Regions from separate parts of the Mus musculus genome. Here regions 1, 2 and 3 are each linked to region 4. The links are chromatin contacts, called in public capture Hi-C and promoter capture Hi-C maps. All regions are on one chromosome and are shown on one strand. The core of a region is the stretch at or near the end of the contact, and the rest is flanking DNA. Distances in the headings are between cores, read along the strand shown. Region 1 holds the start of Ergic1 (endoplasmic reticulum-golgi intermediate compartment (ERGIC) 1). Region 2 holds the start of Neurl1b (neuralized E3 ubiquitin protein ligase 1B). Region 3 holds the start of Snrpc (U1 small nuclear ribonucleoprotein C). Region 4 holds the start of Uqcc2 (ubiquinol-cytochrome c reductase complex assembly factor 2).

The links. Promoter capture Hi-C pulls out the DNA fragments that hold promoters and counts their contacts. Capture Hi-C pulls out chosen DNA fragments and counts their contacts.
Region 1: a contact with region 4 is called in a promoter capture Hi-C map of pre-B cells, with 4 times the contacts expected there. The contact joins the promoter of Ergic1 here to the promoter of Uqcc2 in region 4. A contact is called at or near these places in 1 of 39 promoter capture datasets (pre-B cells) and 3 of 115 datasets of contacts at active chromatin or transcription factors (memory CD8 T cells, microglia and pancreatic cancer cells).
Region 2: a capture Hi-C map of macrophages shows a contact between it and region 4, with 3 times the contacts expected there. The contact joins the promoter of Neurl1b here to the promoter of Uqcc2 in region 4. A contact is called at or near these places in 4 of 39 promoter capture datasets (liver, neutrophils and pre-B cells), 1 of 115 datasets of contacts at active chromatin or transcription factors (pancreatic cancer cells) and 1 of 9 other capture datasets (macrophages).
Region 3: a contact with region 4 is called in a promoter capture Hi-C map of pre-B cells, with 2.4 times the contacts expected there. The contact joins the promoter of Snrpc here to the promoter of Uqcc2 in region 4. A contact is called at or near these places in 3 of 39 promoter capture datasets (the 3T3-L1 cell line, hippocampal neurons and pre-B cells) and 4 of 115 datasets of contacts at active chromatin or transcription factors (astrocytes, large pre-B cells, memory CD8 T cells and 1 more).

What each region holds. Positions count from the first base shown.
Region 1 is chr17:26,559,786-26,563,430 of GRCm38.p6, forward strand. It overlaps Ergic1 (endoplasmic reticulum-golgi intermediate compartment (ERGIC) 1), which reads left to right and starts at 1,727. Exons shown (of 10, transcript NM_026170.3): 1 at 1,727-1,847. The coding sequence starts at 1,828. It overlaps 1700049J03Rik (a long non-coding RNA gene), which reads right to left. Exons shown (of 4, transcript XR_001782188.2): 1 at 2,305-3,645.
Region 2 is chr17:26,413,168-26,416,826 of GRCm38.p6, forward strand. Neurl1b (neuralized E3 ubiquitin protein ligase 1B) reads left to right here and starts at 1,692. Exons shown (of 5, transcript NM_001081656.3): 1 at 1,692-1,828. The coding sequence starts at 1,798.
Region 3 is chr17:27,838,584-27,841,840 of GRCm38.p6, forward strand. Snrpc (U1 small nuclear ribonucleoprotein C) reads left to right here and starts at 1,504. Exons shown (of 6, transcript NM_011432.2): 1 at 1,504-1,586; 2 at 1,881-1,923. The coding sequence starts at 1,579.
Region 4 is chr17:27,132,382-27,135,605 of GRCm38.p6, forward strand. Uqcc2 (ubiquinol-cytochrome c reductase complex assembly factor 2) reads right to left here and starts at 1,510. Exons shown (of 4, transcript NM_026063.2): 1 at 1,359-1,510. The coding sequence starts at 1,496.

The sequences.
Region 1 (3,645 bases), core at 477-2,976, 570 kb before region 4:
AATGAATAATGAATGAATGGATGAATGAATGGAAGGGGGATTCCGGTTGTCAGAAAGAGAAGAACCTGGTGGAATCGCCCATCACTGCAGACCCTGAATCTTGCTGCCCGCTTATCCTTCAGGAAACCAAGGAGCTTTTTATGTCAGGACACTGCCTCCCTGCCCATCCTGCCTTTTGAACTTGGATCCCCACTTTTCTCCTTAAGTTGTTGTCTTAAATCGCAGCTTTGAAGAAGGCATCAGCAGCAGAACCCAGGGAAGTTCAGAAGTCAGATTTCCCCTACATGGGTGTCCTAGTTTGCTTTTTCTCTGCTGTGATAAACTCCCACCAAAGCAGCTCTGGGAGCAAAGGGTTTATCTGGCTCATACATCCACACGCCCTTCAGGGAGTGAAGTCTGGGTAAGTAGGTACTCAAGGTAAGAACCATGAAGCAGGGCCGGGCGTGGTGGCGCACGCCTTTAATCCCAGCAGAGGGAGGTGGATTTCTGAGTTCGAGGCCAGCCTGGTCTACAAAGTGAGTTCCAGGACAACCAGAGCTATACAGAGAAACCCTGTCTCAAAAAAACCAAACAAAAAAAAAAAAAAAAAAAAAAAAAAAAAAAAAAAAAAAAAAAAAAGAACCATGAAGCAGAAACTGAAGCAGAGACCTGTGGAGGATGGAAGGCTGCTAATGGGCTCCACTGCTCATATGCAGTAGCTTTCTGATCCCAGGATCCCATCCTAGGAATGTTGCTACCCATAGAGGGCTGGGCCTTCCTACATCATTACTTAGGAACTAAGAAAACTTTACACACATACAAGCCCTTAGGCTAATGTAGTGGAGCCATTTCTTCAATCTCTTCCAGGTATGTCAGATTGACAACTAAGACCAGCCAATCACAAAAAGTTTAGAGTTCAGCTGCCTCCTCCTCTAGCCCAGCAAGTTGAGGGAGGTTTTCCTCTGTACTTCTGTGTTTCTGAGAATGGAGGCTCCTAGGGGCAATCAGCGGTATGTTACCATTTCTAACCGTGCAAACTCAGAGCCTCTGGATAACCCTGCAAGTTCCTGACTTCAGGTTGGTAGATGCTCAACGAGTACTGGTTGGCATCAATCCCGAAGAAAGATGATAGAAGTGGCTAGCTAAGCCCAACTCTAACAGGTGGAGAAGCTGTCACTAGATGCCAGGCTGTTCACTAAAGCAGGGCCCCAACTACCTCCTTTGATACCTATGAAAAGTTGAAAAGTGGGATTAACAGTTATACAGATAGAGAAAGGGGTGGTGGTGGATCTCGGGAGCCAGATGGCTTTTCCTAAGAAGCAAGGGATGGGTGGGAGGTGGGTGGACTTTCTCAATCTAGGACTGCGTTGCCCATCCCCCAGTTTTAACCTTCACCCAGAACTAGCACCAAGCATGGACCCGCAATTTGTAGCATTTTTCTCTGATCTTCACAACGCAATGGCTTTGTTTTACAAGCACAAAACCCACTGCCTGAGGCAGAGCGATTTGTCCTGAGGCCCCACTTACGCTAGGAAAAAAGATCAGAGGCCAAAAAGAACCAAAGCGGGAGTCTTGGAGACCTGGGCTTGGGTAGCATCCCACTCTCGGGCCTTCCCATTCAGCGGGCCCTCGGGCCCCTTTAATGGGGCGGCGGAAGGGGCGGCCGGTGGATGTGGCGGCGCCCAATGGGCTGCGTGGAGCGTCACTTCCCGGCGGCGGGAGGCGAGTGGCGAGTGTCGGGCAGGCTGGCGGGGGCGGGGCGGCCGAGGAGGCGTTGGCAGCGGGCTCGGACCCACGCGGCGCTGCGGCCCGCCTGGCCTGCAACGCTCCCACCGGCTCGGCGGCACGATGCCCTTTGACTTCAGGAGGTGAGTGAGGCCCCGGGCCCGAGGCCCTCTGCAGCCGGCGACGACCACCCCCCACCCCCCGTTACGTGCAAATGCGACCCTGGTGCACTGTGCACGCCTCGGCAGGCCCTAGGGGACCGCGGCCTTCCTCGGGGTTCGAGCCCTACCCCCACCCCTCGTGCAGCCCTGGCAAGCCCTCGCACTCTGTTTTCCACGGCGCGGTGTCCCCAGCTTGCCCCTGACATCTTTCATTCCCCTCCCCCAACCTGGGAACCAAATCTCCTCCCAAATCCCAAATAAAAGGAGCTCAGGCATCCTCAGGCTTTCTCCCCAGTCTTCCCTAGTGGACCCTGTCCTGGCTGACAGGTGGGGCCGCGCGCCTGGCTTTGCCCGGTGGGATCTGAGGGCTGCAGCCCCATTCAATCTGGCAGCAGTTGGAGAAGCTTAGTTCTTCAGAGCCTGAGAATCCTCTACCTACCAGATGTGGAGGCCTGTTCCCGCAAGCCATGGGGACAGTGCGGGAAGAGGAGGATGCTGGGATCTCGAGGTTCTGCAGAAGGTTCTTTGCCTCCTGGAACACCATTGTATAGGGCCAGGCCTTCTGGAAGCCTGCATGGGAAGGGCCTCCCCACCAGACATTCCCTTGACATAAGACGCTCTGAGATGCTCTGGGCTGTTGGGATACTTTGGAGCAAAAGGATTAGAAGCCTGGCTGTACCTCTCTACCCAGCTGCTTAGTAGATTCTCAATGTTAGAAGCAAAGGCTTAGGGTGCAGCCCCTCACCGCTCAGCTGGCTAACCCCAGCAGGTGTCTGGGCATGCTCAAAATATTGGTTTCACCTCTTGCAAATTGGTACTAAAAATAAGGTCACCACCTGAAAGACAGGGATTGTAAGGCACCCCTGACCCAGTCTCCATCACATGGAACTCAGAAGTAGGGCATCTGTGACTGAGGAGATCTGTGAGCGCTCCCCACAGCCAGAGAACGGGTATTCCTCCATTGGTCACAGTTTCCCCTCATCCTCCCCCTCTTACTGATGTGTATAGAGGCAGAACAGAGTGACAACCAATCTAAAAACGGCCCAAGATTCGGATCATGTGGTGGCATATGGGCAACCTGGGGTCAGGGCCCAGAGAGGACATTGGTTTCAGACCTCTTAACCAGCCAAAGTGGTTTTTAGCTCACTCTGGGCACTGGTACTATCTGGCAAACCAGCTTCCTGCTTGCTTGAGGTAGCCCCGGGGTCCATACCTGGGCTTAGACAAAAGCATACAGACCATGGTAGCTTTGAACCGAGAGGGCTTTGAGCCAGTTTTAGGGACACCCATTACCACAGTGTGCCCATGCAGAAAGAAGGGCAGTGGGCACATCCAGGCCCCCCCCTCAAACCTCCCAGGGCTGACCGGAAAGGGTCCCAACCCTCCTGTCCCCACACGGTTCTGCAAGTCCTAGGGATTTTGAGTTTGTTAAAGAAGTAACTGTTCTGGTTACTTCATCTTGTCAGTTCTCTGCCCCGCCTGCATGCCCCGCCTGCATGCTGGAAGGGCTGGGCAGATCTGGGCTCCAGTTGGAAGTTTGGGGGCTGGGGGCAGGTGAGATGAAAAAAAAAAAAAAAGGAAAACAGCTGGGGCCAGCTTTAGCCTTGTCAGGGCCTGCTTATTACTGACTAGTTTAAGGCATTGATATTTAAGGAGCACACCGCTCAACTTTCGGCTGCTACTGCCTTGGGGCTTTCTGGATGTGTCTCAGGCCCTGAGTGCCCGGGTGCCACAGGGTTCCCACTAATGCCAGTTGAGAAAGTCCTTGCTTGCTGGGGCT
Region 2 (3,659 bases), core at 442-2,941, 720 kb before region 4:
TGAAGATAACATTGCTTTAAGCTCATGTTATTTAACACACTAATTTAGAGCTCTGGACCTTCAAGAAGTTCCCTGGTCCTGATTTTTTTTTTTTTCCTGTGTGGTCTGCTGTTGTTGCCACTGACGTGGAAGACATAGCATTTCCCCACAGCACATCCACATGGGGACCGAGAGGCTCAACCTCAGCCTTTCAAATCTACATGTCCTCCCCACCCCGAGACACACACCAGAACAGTTGGGGTGCGGTGGGTTCAGTGGCTGCAGCGAACATCTGGGGAGGTGACTGAAACACAGCCACTTGCTGGAGTGCTCTGAAAGTGGCTTTTTAACAGCAGCTTCCCCACCCTGCCGCCACAAAGTCCTGTTGCCCTGAGCCATTTTATCTAAGTGAAATTCCTCAACTCCTTTTATAGCAATGGCGACCTCTCTAAGGACCCCAGGGTCATACAGAGTGAAGGCCTACCCAGCTAAAGTACCTTTGCCCACCAGAGTTTGGGGTGAAATTTTAAATAACTGAGAGCACTTGTAATTGAGAATTAGAAACTCAGTACAGAATAGGTCTGGCCATGGCTTCCTGGGGAACAACAGAGGAGAGTCTGAGGACAACGAGAAACCAAGGCAGGAGGCGGTCCTCTGAGCACCTCTTTTTACTCCGTTTCAGAGGGAGCTTGCCCTCAGCCACTGGGAGATAGGTTTGGACATCTCGTCTACCCACTGACCCTCGGTTTACCCTGTCTGTGCTGTGGAGGTAATAACCCTGCTTCCTAAACTGACGAGAGTACTGAGTATGGGAGTCTGAAAGTAATGGTTAGGGACTGGGTCTCCTCACAGAGTCATTACACCTCCCCCACCTTGGTGTGTTAGTCTGTGAATTGGACTAGGGGTGGCATGGGCTAGCTGGCCTTTTATAGAAGAGTAGCCAAGGCTGGAAGGTTCTGAGAAAAGATTTATGCGGTGGGAGTGGATGCACCTCCCCCTCTCAGCCCCCTCCCCCCCCCCAACGCCGCCGCCTCGTACCTCCTGGCAACACTACCCACCTCACATGCCACCTCGTTCTCTCAAAAACCCTCAGCCGGCCCTATCTGACACTTCAATGTTATTGTTGGTTTTGACCACTATGTGATCTTGATTGCTAATTTTCTCTTCCTTGAGAGCAGGGACTGCGTCTGGGGCTCAGCAGAGGGCCTGGTACATAGGGTGTGGGCAGTACTTTAATGAAGAAGGCACAGTGAGCTCAAGTCTGGGTCCCGCCCCCCCCCCTAAACAACCACTACATACTGAAGTCTCTCCTCCTAGGTATGCGGCCTAGGGGATGGAGAAGTTCCCCATCCCTACCCCCCACCCCCATCTCACCCTGGATGGACTGTCATGGAGCCCTTGACACTGTCTGGCGTGACCTGCATGTGTGCGCGTCGTCCCTGAGTCGAGGCACCACCCAAAGTGGCCGAATGCCTGGACAAGGACTCGGCACCCGGCGACCCATCCCGATTGGCAAAAAGAGCAAGGTCGGTGCGCGCGGGAACGACGAGGGCAGGAGGCCAGCCCCGCCTCTCCAGCGCGCTACCGGTGCAAACTTTCAAAAGACGCGGCGGCGGCCCCAGCCCCGCCCAAGCACGGTTGGTGGCGGGCGCGGGGGCGGGGCGGGCGCGCCCGGGCCGGTGGCTCCGCCTCCTCCCGCCGCCGCCCGCGCCGCCCATCTGCCGCCCGCCGGTCGCCGGTGCAGCGGCAATGCCCCGCAGCCCGGCCGCGGCCCCCGGCCCGCCCAGCTAGCCCCGCGCCGCGAGTCTCGGAGTAGCGATGGGCAACACGGTGCACCGGACCCTGCCAGGTACGCCCGGAGCCGCGCCCCGAAGTGGCGCGGAGCGCCTGGTCCTCCCCGGGTCGTCGCAGCCGCGGAGCCCGGGTGCAAGCCAGAGCCTGGTTGCCGGAGCCCGAGCCCCGGAGCCGCACCCCTGCAGGGATGTGCGGACCCCTCCTGGTTTTCCTGGCCTTGGCCGTGCGCCCCACGCCTTTGTTCCAGCCGGAGGTCGCTAATGAGCGAGCCGGAGGGAGGTATCGGGGCTTCCCCCGGCCGGAACCCTTCAGGGGGGTTGCAGGGCGCGGGTGTCCCGGGTCTCCGCGTACAGTCCACAGGCGCCCCCGGCACACGTGCTAGTTCTTGGCGGCGTTCCCACGCGCGCCCGGCTGCGCCCCGTTCGGGTGTCCGTTCTGTTGGGGGCCCTCCCAGCCCCATCTGAGCCATTGCTGTGGGGCGCATCGCCCCCTAGTTAAAAGCGCCCTAGAATTTCCTAGACCCGAGAAAGGCGGTGGGCGAGGGGCGTGGGGCGGGCGTGCGGAGGCCGGGGGACGCCACGCCTCGCTGAAAATACCTAGTGATGGTGGAACATGTCAGCGCGCCGAGGCTGTCACTGCCTGTCTGCAAAGAATCGTCCTCCTAAGAAAAGACACCCCGATTTTACACAAGAAGTTTAACCTCAGTACAGGAGAAATGACCCGGTGACAGGCAGTGGTGGGAGACTGCATGGGCCCTGTCAGCCTGTCTGCCCCGCCCCTCACCCCCACTGTGTCCCAAGTCTTCAGAAGTGTTTGGGCATAAAACTGGGCATTCGGCATTCGCAGCATCCTTAAGCAGAGGCTCTCTCTCTCTCTCTCTCTCTCTCTCTCTCTCTCTCTCTCTCTCTCTCTCTCTGTGTGTGTGTGTGTGTGTGTGTGTGTGTGTGTTGGGGGAGGGTAGTTCAGAGAAGAAGCAAGTTGGCTGTAGGTCAGATTTAGCACAGCCCAGCTGACACCCCATCTCTGTTCTGACACCCCCACAGCCCTTCCTCCGGCAGTTATCCTAATAGAGTTGTCTCTTCCCCTGGAAGGGATTGGACCAACCTGAGACCTAAGGACCACTGGGGAGACAGACAGCCCCTTCTACTAACAAGCCCCTGGGTGGCTTTTACTGGATCATTCCTAAGGTCAGCCAGGTGGAGTCACAGGCTGGTCAGCTTCAGAGGTGGCTTTGGAACCTGGGTCTGTACTAGACAGAGTGATAACCGCTTCTTGCTAGGCTGAAGAGACCCAGCCACCGATCTGGAGGGACCTGAGGTCACATCAGAGATGGCAGTCACAGAAGCCCATGACGGAGACACAGTACATACTCAACTAGAATTCCTGTGCTATTCTGGTTGGTTTTTTAAAAAGCCATTCTGCCACCTGTGGGTCACACTTGGAGCAAGGCAAGGGACAGGCTGTCTCACCAGGTGCTCACACATTGCTGGGGTGCCCATTCCCCTGGAGTCTGATGCTGTGGGTGGAGCACTCTAGGCTGGGGGCTCAGAGTCAAGGCAGGTCACCTCATGCTGTGTGGGAACCTCCTACCCTCAGTGAGGAGGCACATCAGATAACAGGTGCCCAAAATGTAAAGACTTATATATTGTTTTTAGATCCACCTGCCATTGGCTTCTGGCATCTTTACATCCTCTCACACCTGGACTGTTCTTTCTTGTCTCACCACCAGGTTCTCTGGTCACCTTTTCCAGGGACCTTACACTCTCTGCCCTAATGGGGACACCTTCATAAGGCTTCGTGTTTGTATGACTGTGCTGCACCATCACTGTGTCTTCTTGTGACTCTCTAGGGGTTCTGTGAGGACAGACTCCATGCCTTGATTGTCT
Region 3 (3,257 bases), core at 254-2,753, 710 kb after region 4:
TTTTGCAAACCAGCCTAGGGATAGTAACTTTTCTGACTCTCTCTCTCTCTCTCTCTCTCTCTCTCTCCCTGCCCCCCCAAGTGTGTGTGTGTGTGTGTGTGTGTGTGTGAGAGAGAGAGAGAGAGAGAGAGACAGCAGTATGACTCCTCCCTCCTCTCTCATTCTTTGGAGTTCAAGTTAAAAGGCAATCCACTTTGTTTGAGAGAACAGACTCTAAGTTTGACCTGTTAGTTGGCAATGTACTGCTAACAACGTCTATAGAATCACTACCATTTATGGTGGCCTAAGTGCATAGACCTTTCGCTAAATGCCCTATGAGCTTTACATTTAAATTTTTTTTATATTTTGTTTTATTTTAGACAAGGTTTCCCTGTGTAGCCCTGGCTGTCCTGGAACTCACTCTGTAGACCAGGCTGGCCTTGAACTCAGAAATCTGCCTGCCTCTGCCTCCCAAGTGCTGGGATTAAAGGCGTGCGCCACCACTGCCCGGCTTAAATTCATTTTTGTATTATTGTATGTATATGGGTGTTTAGTTTGTAAGTGCACCATGTATGTGCCTAGTGCTGGGAGTGGATTAAAAAAGATCCATCAGACACCCTGAGACTTGAGCTGCAGACAGGTGGGAGTCACCACGGGGGAGTGTTGGTGATCGAACTTAGATTGTTCCAAGAGCAACAAATGCTTAATCGCTACACCAATTCTCCAGCTACTTTCCAGCATTTTTACATTTGATTCTTCCTTAAACTGCACAAGTTATTACCTTTACTTTTCAGATAAGGAAACTGAAGCTCAGAGAGAGTAAATTGCACAGCTAGGAAGGAAGCAGGGAGACAGGGTTTAAAACTTGAGACCCGCCCCACTCACCCAGGAGTGTGTCCCTACAATTCACGTCTGTCTTAATTGCTCAAATACAATGATCAATTTCTCAGTGATCGTCTTCTACATTTTCTTTGTCTTCCTTGATGTTCAGCTGCGCTCTTCCCCGCTTCATTTCCCCAGCATAGGACTTTGATCCCTCAGCCACTGATCGATTTCAGCTTACTGCTAATCAGGTCTTGGAGAATGAGAACTTTTACCTGATTTGGTTCTGCCTTTTTCACTTCTCATTTACAGAAGAGCTGGGTACATACTAGAGCAGTGGTCGTGACACCTTTTGCGGGTCGAACAACCCGTTCACAGGTTTCTCCTAAGACCATCAGAAAACACCGATAATTTGCATTACTAGTCATACGAGTGGCAAAATTACAGTTATGAAATAGCGACAAGAATAATTTCTGGTTGGGGGGGTCACCACAATTTGAGAAGCTGGATTAATGATTCGCAGCGTAGGAACTGCTGACTCAGGGTTTTGGAACCTTTTGTTGATAGTACTAAATTACGCACTTCCTAGACGGAGTAACTAATCCTGAATAAGTGAGCGCGGATTGAACCTCAGAGGCACCCACAGCATCCGTAGGGCAGAGGCCGGAAGCGGAAGTCCTACCCCTCCTGTCTGCATCCTTTGCTCGCGTCGGCGCAGCCTGTGTGCGTCAGTTCCTGGCGGCGGGGATCGGGGTAGCCAACGGCTTGTGGAGCATCATGCCCAAGTGAGTGTGGCCCTGGGAGCAAGCGGACTTGCGGTGGTCAGTTGGGTCCTGGTGAAGGTGCAGGGCGGCGGCCTCGGGTTCTGGACGTTCCGAGGGGAAGGCGAGCCCCTCCGAGGGATGGCGGGTGGAGACCCAGGCTCTCCGGCCATCCTGGCAGAGTGGGCGCGGACCCTCGCTCAGAAGCCTCGCATTCTGTCAGGACGCTTTGTTTGACTTACAATCCGAGGAAGTTGGGTTTTGGGTCTGTTTGTTTGGACAGCTGTTAATTGCTGACGTTTTCTTTTGTCATTTCAGGTTTTATTGTGACTACTGTGATACGTATCTTACCCACGATTCTGTAAGTGGCGGGTCTTTTTTATAATCCTAAAACGCCTTGTATGCAAAATTCTTTTTCTTTAGGTCCAGGTGTGTGCATTACAGTCTCCTGGAAATTTTATGACAACCTTTCTTAGAAAGTAATTAGGAAGCGGGTGTTTTTTCCCACCCTTTTTGTGAGGTCTTTGCAATTTGAAGGTATTTGCAGAATGATAAAACTTTAAGCAAGCTTGAAGATGGAAAGCATTTGCGTATACAGAAACTGCATGTACCTGTAATGTCAATACTTGAGAGGCTGAGCCAGGAAGATGGCAAATTCCAGGTCAGTTAAGGATACATATTGAGACCTTGTCAAAATAACTCGCCCCACCCTCCAAAAAAAGCCCAACAAAACAAAAAACAAACAAACCAGGAGTGTGTTCCTACAAACTTGCAGATTTGATTATGTCACATTATTCAAATGCCTGGTTAAAATGGAAAGAAATGTCTTAGTGTACAGCTCCATTCTCAGCTCCTGTGAGAACCTCATTAACTATTGATCATCAGGAGGAATAACTGAGATATGTGATTAGTGTTGCCCCGTGTGTAGCAGCCACAAGGCCCAGCAACAAAGTTAGGGCCTGGCGCCTGTCTTCCTAGTACACTGAGATGGAGCATTGCTGTGAGTTTAAGGCTATGGTGGGAGACCCTACCTCAAAAAAAAGCAAATCAAAACAACCTTTAGCAACAACAAAATTTGGTTTTTATGGTTTTAATAGTTTTAAATAATCTATTTATCTGCCCCCCCCCCCCCCAATCTCCTGAGGAAACAAGACAGATCTTCTGGAATAATTTGTAAACCAGGCTGACTTCGAACTCACAGAGAGCTGCTTGCTTTCTGCCTTCTGAGTGCACGGAGTAAAGTTATGTGCCACCACTTCCTTGGCTTATTTATTTTTGGAAAGGGTTTCATTATGTAGCCCTGGGTGGCCTAGAACTTATGTAGAACAGGCTGTCCTGCTGCCTCCATGCCTGGGATTCAAGGCCTGCATCACTCCGACCAGCCTATAGTACTGTATTCTCCTAATAGTGTGGCTTAAATATATTTAAGCTGCTGTTTTCCCATGAGAAACATGAGGACGCTGGGCGTGGTGGCGCACGCCTTTAATCCCAGCACTTGGGAGGCAGAGGCAGACGGATTTCTGAGTTCGAGGCCAGCCTGGTCTACAAAGTGAGTTCCAGGACAGCCAGGGCTATACAGAGAAACCCTGTCTCGAAAAACCAAAAAAAAAAAAAAAAAAAGAGAAACATGAGGACATTGAAATAGTACCAGGATTCAGATCAGCCATACGCATGCTTTTTCTTAAAGTAGCAAAC
Region 4 (3,224 bases), core at 260-2,759:
AACGTCAAATGTGCGATGCACTTCCCACACCCCACCTGCTCCATCTAAGTCTTTCCCGTTTCAGCAACCAGCTGCTCAAGCCAAAAAAAGAAAAGGGGAAATCTGGGAGCTGTCCTTGGTTCCTCTCCTTCACCCCACATCCAGGACACCCGCGCTGCTGATGTGACCCGCACATTATGGTCTGCTTTCTGTTACTTCTGTCTCCTGTGCCACTACCATTATCCAAACCACCACCGGCATCTCTCTCTTCCGGTGCTACCACGGCAGGCTCTCTGCAGCTCCTTGTTCCCCAATGCCAGAGCACCAGAGGAACCTTTGAAAATCAGGGCACGTCAGTCCCCTGACTAAATGTCCCCGGTGGCTTCTCCCTTGCTTCCTGGTAAGATCTGACCCCTAGTGCAGGTGGCTGGGCAGTTAAAAAGAACCTAGGTTTGATTCCTAGTACCCACATGGTGGCTCACAACCACTTCTAACTTCAGTTCCAGGGGATCCAATGCCCTCCTCTGGCCCCAGTGGGCACTGCATTAACAGGGTACAGAGACATATCTGTTGGTAAAAAAAAAAAAAAAAAAATCTGTATTGTGCCTGGCTCCTGCCTTCCTTCAGCTTCAAATCTTAGCTGTAGACATGCCACTCACTACCCGTAGGCTTGCTTTCTTTTCTGTAATATGTCAGTTTGGTTTCCTCTGAAGTGCCTGGCCACCCTTCCCGAAGTGCAGTCAGTGTTCACTGTCTCCCTGCCTCGAGACCGACCTATGTGTAACTTCCTCAGGCAAGCCTCAGGAACCCGACTAATGTTACATTTACCACGATCAGAGTACTCATTGGAACTGTCTTATGAGTCTATTTGTTCCTCGTGTCCTGAATAAGAATCCAAAGGCAAAAGGAGAAAGACCTCATCTAATTCACTGCGATTTCCCTGGAAACTAACCTAGTTCTATGCATGCACATGGCCGTGCTTGGTAAGGTAACCTAAACCTGAGTGGGGCGAGAAGGTCTACTACTCACACAAGGGACCTGTGTGGGAGACTCAGTTTCACAGTGACGGAAGGCAGTGAGGCTTAGCTGGAGGTGTCTGGGGATAGGCTGGGCTCGCAGACACATTAACGATGGTAAGGAAGAAACAACCCCGCCTTACAATTTGACTCTTTAGTGGCATCTGGACCTCAGGGCCGCTTCACTGACTACTACACTGTGCAGACAAGGAAGGAAACTGCGCAGAAGGCGTCGCACTCCGCAGCTAACTGCAAGATGGGTACCTCGCGCACGTGCAGCCTGGCAGCGGCCGACGCATGCGCAGATCCCCCACCCTTGCCGCCCATCGCTTCGACGTGCCCACCCTCCTCCCCTCCGGTCACCTGGGTGTTCTCTCCCTCCCGGAAGGCCTGCGCTACCCGCTGCCGCAGGTAAGCGCCCAAGTCCCGGCCCCGTTTGGTCTCGTCCACTGGCCATTCCTCACAGAGCTTAAGGAAACGCCGGTAGCGGAGAGCGGCCATCTTGGGCCCCGCTTGCCCCGCCCCTGGGGGGGAGTAGTCAAGACCGCAGAGGGCGCGTGCGCACTAAGGCGCACTGGCCTTCCCCGTGGACATGCGCAGTTCTACCAACGGCCCACACCCCTCCAGGCAGCGGCGCTGCTCACCTTTGAGAGCGAGGTCTGAGCTCTTCAGCTTCTTGGTTCTGGTACTCGCCCAGCTCCCAGGGGCAAAGCTAACGCGGTGTACCCTGGGGAAAGCTTTGCTCTTCGTTTTCAATGACTTCACAAGCTCGAGACTGAAAAAGCTTCCCCCGAGACCTCTGCTGTTTTGCATAAACGAAACATTTGCATGTAAATACAGGTTGTTATTGGATGGATATGTGTTTGATCTTAACGTCCGTCGTGTACACATACACACACACACACACACACACCGTCCGTCGTGTACACACACACACACACACACACACACACACACACACACACACACACACACACACAGCTGCCCCACTCACACTCATCACCCTGTACTTATCTCTACCACATGGACCTCTGATAGAGTTCTTTAGCTACATCTCCAGCCTCCCGGTCACATTGCTCACCACATGGAGCGGTTTCTTATGAAGAACCAAAAACATTGTTGCAGCCTGGAAATCTTTAAAACAATTTTTTTATAGTGTGTTTTCTTTATTCTAATATGTATGAGTGTTTACCTGCACCATGTACATGTGTCAGTTCTGGGGACCGAACCTGATTCTCTGTAAGAGCAATAAATGCTCTTAATAACTAATTTCTCTAGCTCTAAGAATGAGTGTTTTTATTATGGCAAAATTTAACATAATATATATATCACATGGGTATCATATGTGTGTGTGTGTGTGTGTGTGTGTGTGTGTGATTTTTCTTTTGAGAAAGAAGGTTTCTCTGTGCAGCCCCAGGTGTCCTGGAACTCACTCTGTAAATTAGTGCTCAATGAATGAATGAATGAACAAAGCCACATTCCAAACTAGGTCTGTCAGACCCTAATGTCTCTCAACATTCACAACCTAGGGAGCAATTCCTGGGGTGGGGGTGGGGCAGCTCACGGGACTGTCTGTCTGGCCAGCCCTTGCAGTGTAGCCGGTAGAGGAAGGGAGACCACAGAAGGAGGCAGTGGGCACGAACTTTCCCTGGCACCCTGGCACCTTTCTCAACCTCTTACCACACTTGTACCTCAGGTGGAAGGGAGAACCATTTGCTGCCATCAAGTTACTCCCCCTACAGCCCAAGACAGGGCAAGGGGTCTCGCCACCCCTGACTCCCAAGTTGGCTGTGGCCAGGCGAGTGCTCTTTAAAGCCATACCTGGGTGGGCCCTTGTGGCTTCCAGCCCACCCGGGGCCCTCAATGCCTGGAAGTAGGGAGTAAATGAACCTCAGGAAAGCCACCCAGCTTCATGGCTAACACAGCTAAGGTGAGGCTGTGTTGGGGCTTGGAACATAATGGGGTGATCAGGGAAATTTTCTAGGGGCATGCCTACCAAGCGCCTCACCTTGGCATGGCACTCCAGCCAAGGTTCCCTTTCCTTACCTCGGGAACTGTGGAGAGTGTTCCCTGTTTAAACCACCCACTGATCTGCTCAGATTAAACCCCTCCCTCCGCCTCCTTCCCACCTCCGCCCAAGACCTGCCTCCTATTGCTACTGAGCCACCCCTGATCTTCCTCCCCCATTTCCCTCTACAGCTGGGTAATATTTCTTTCTCTGTATTCCAC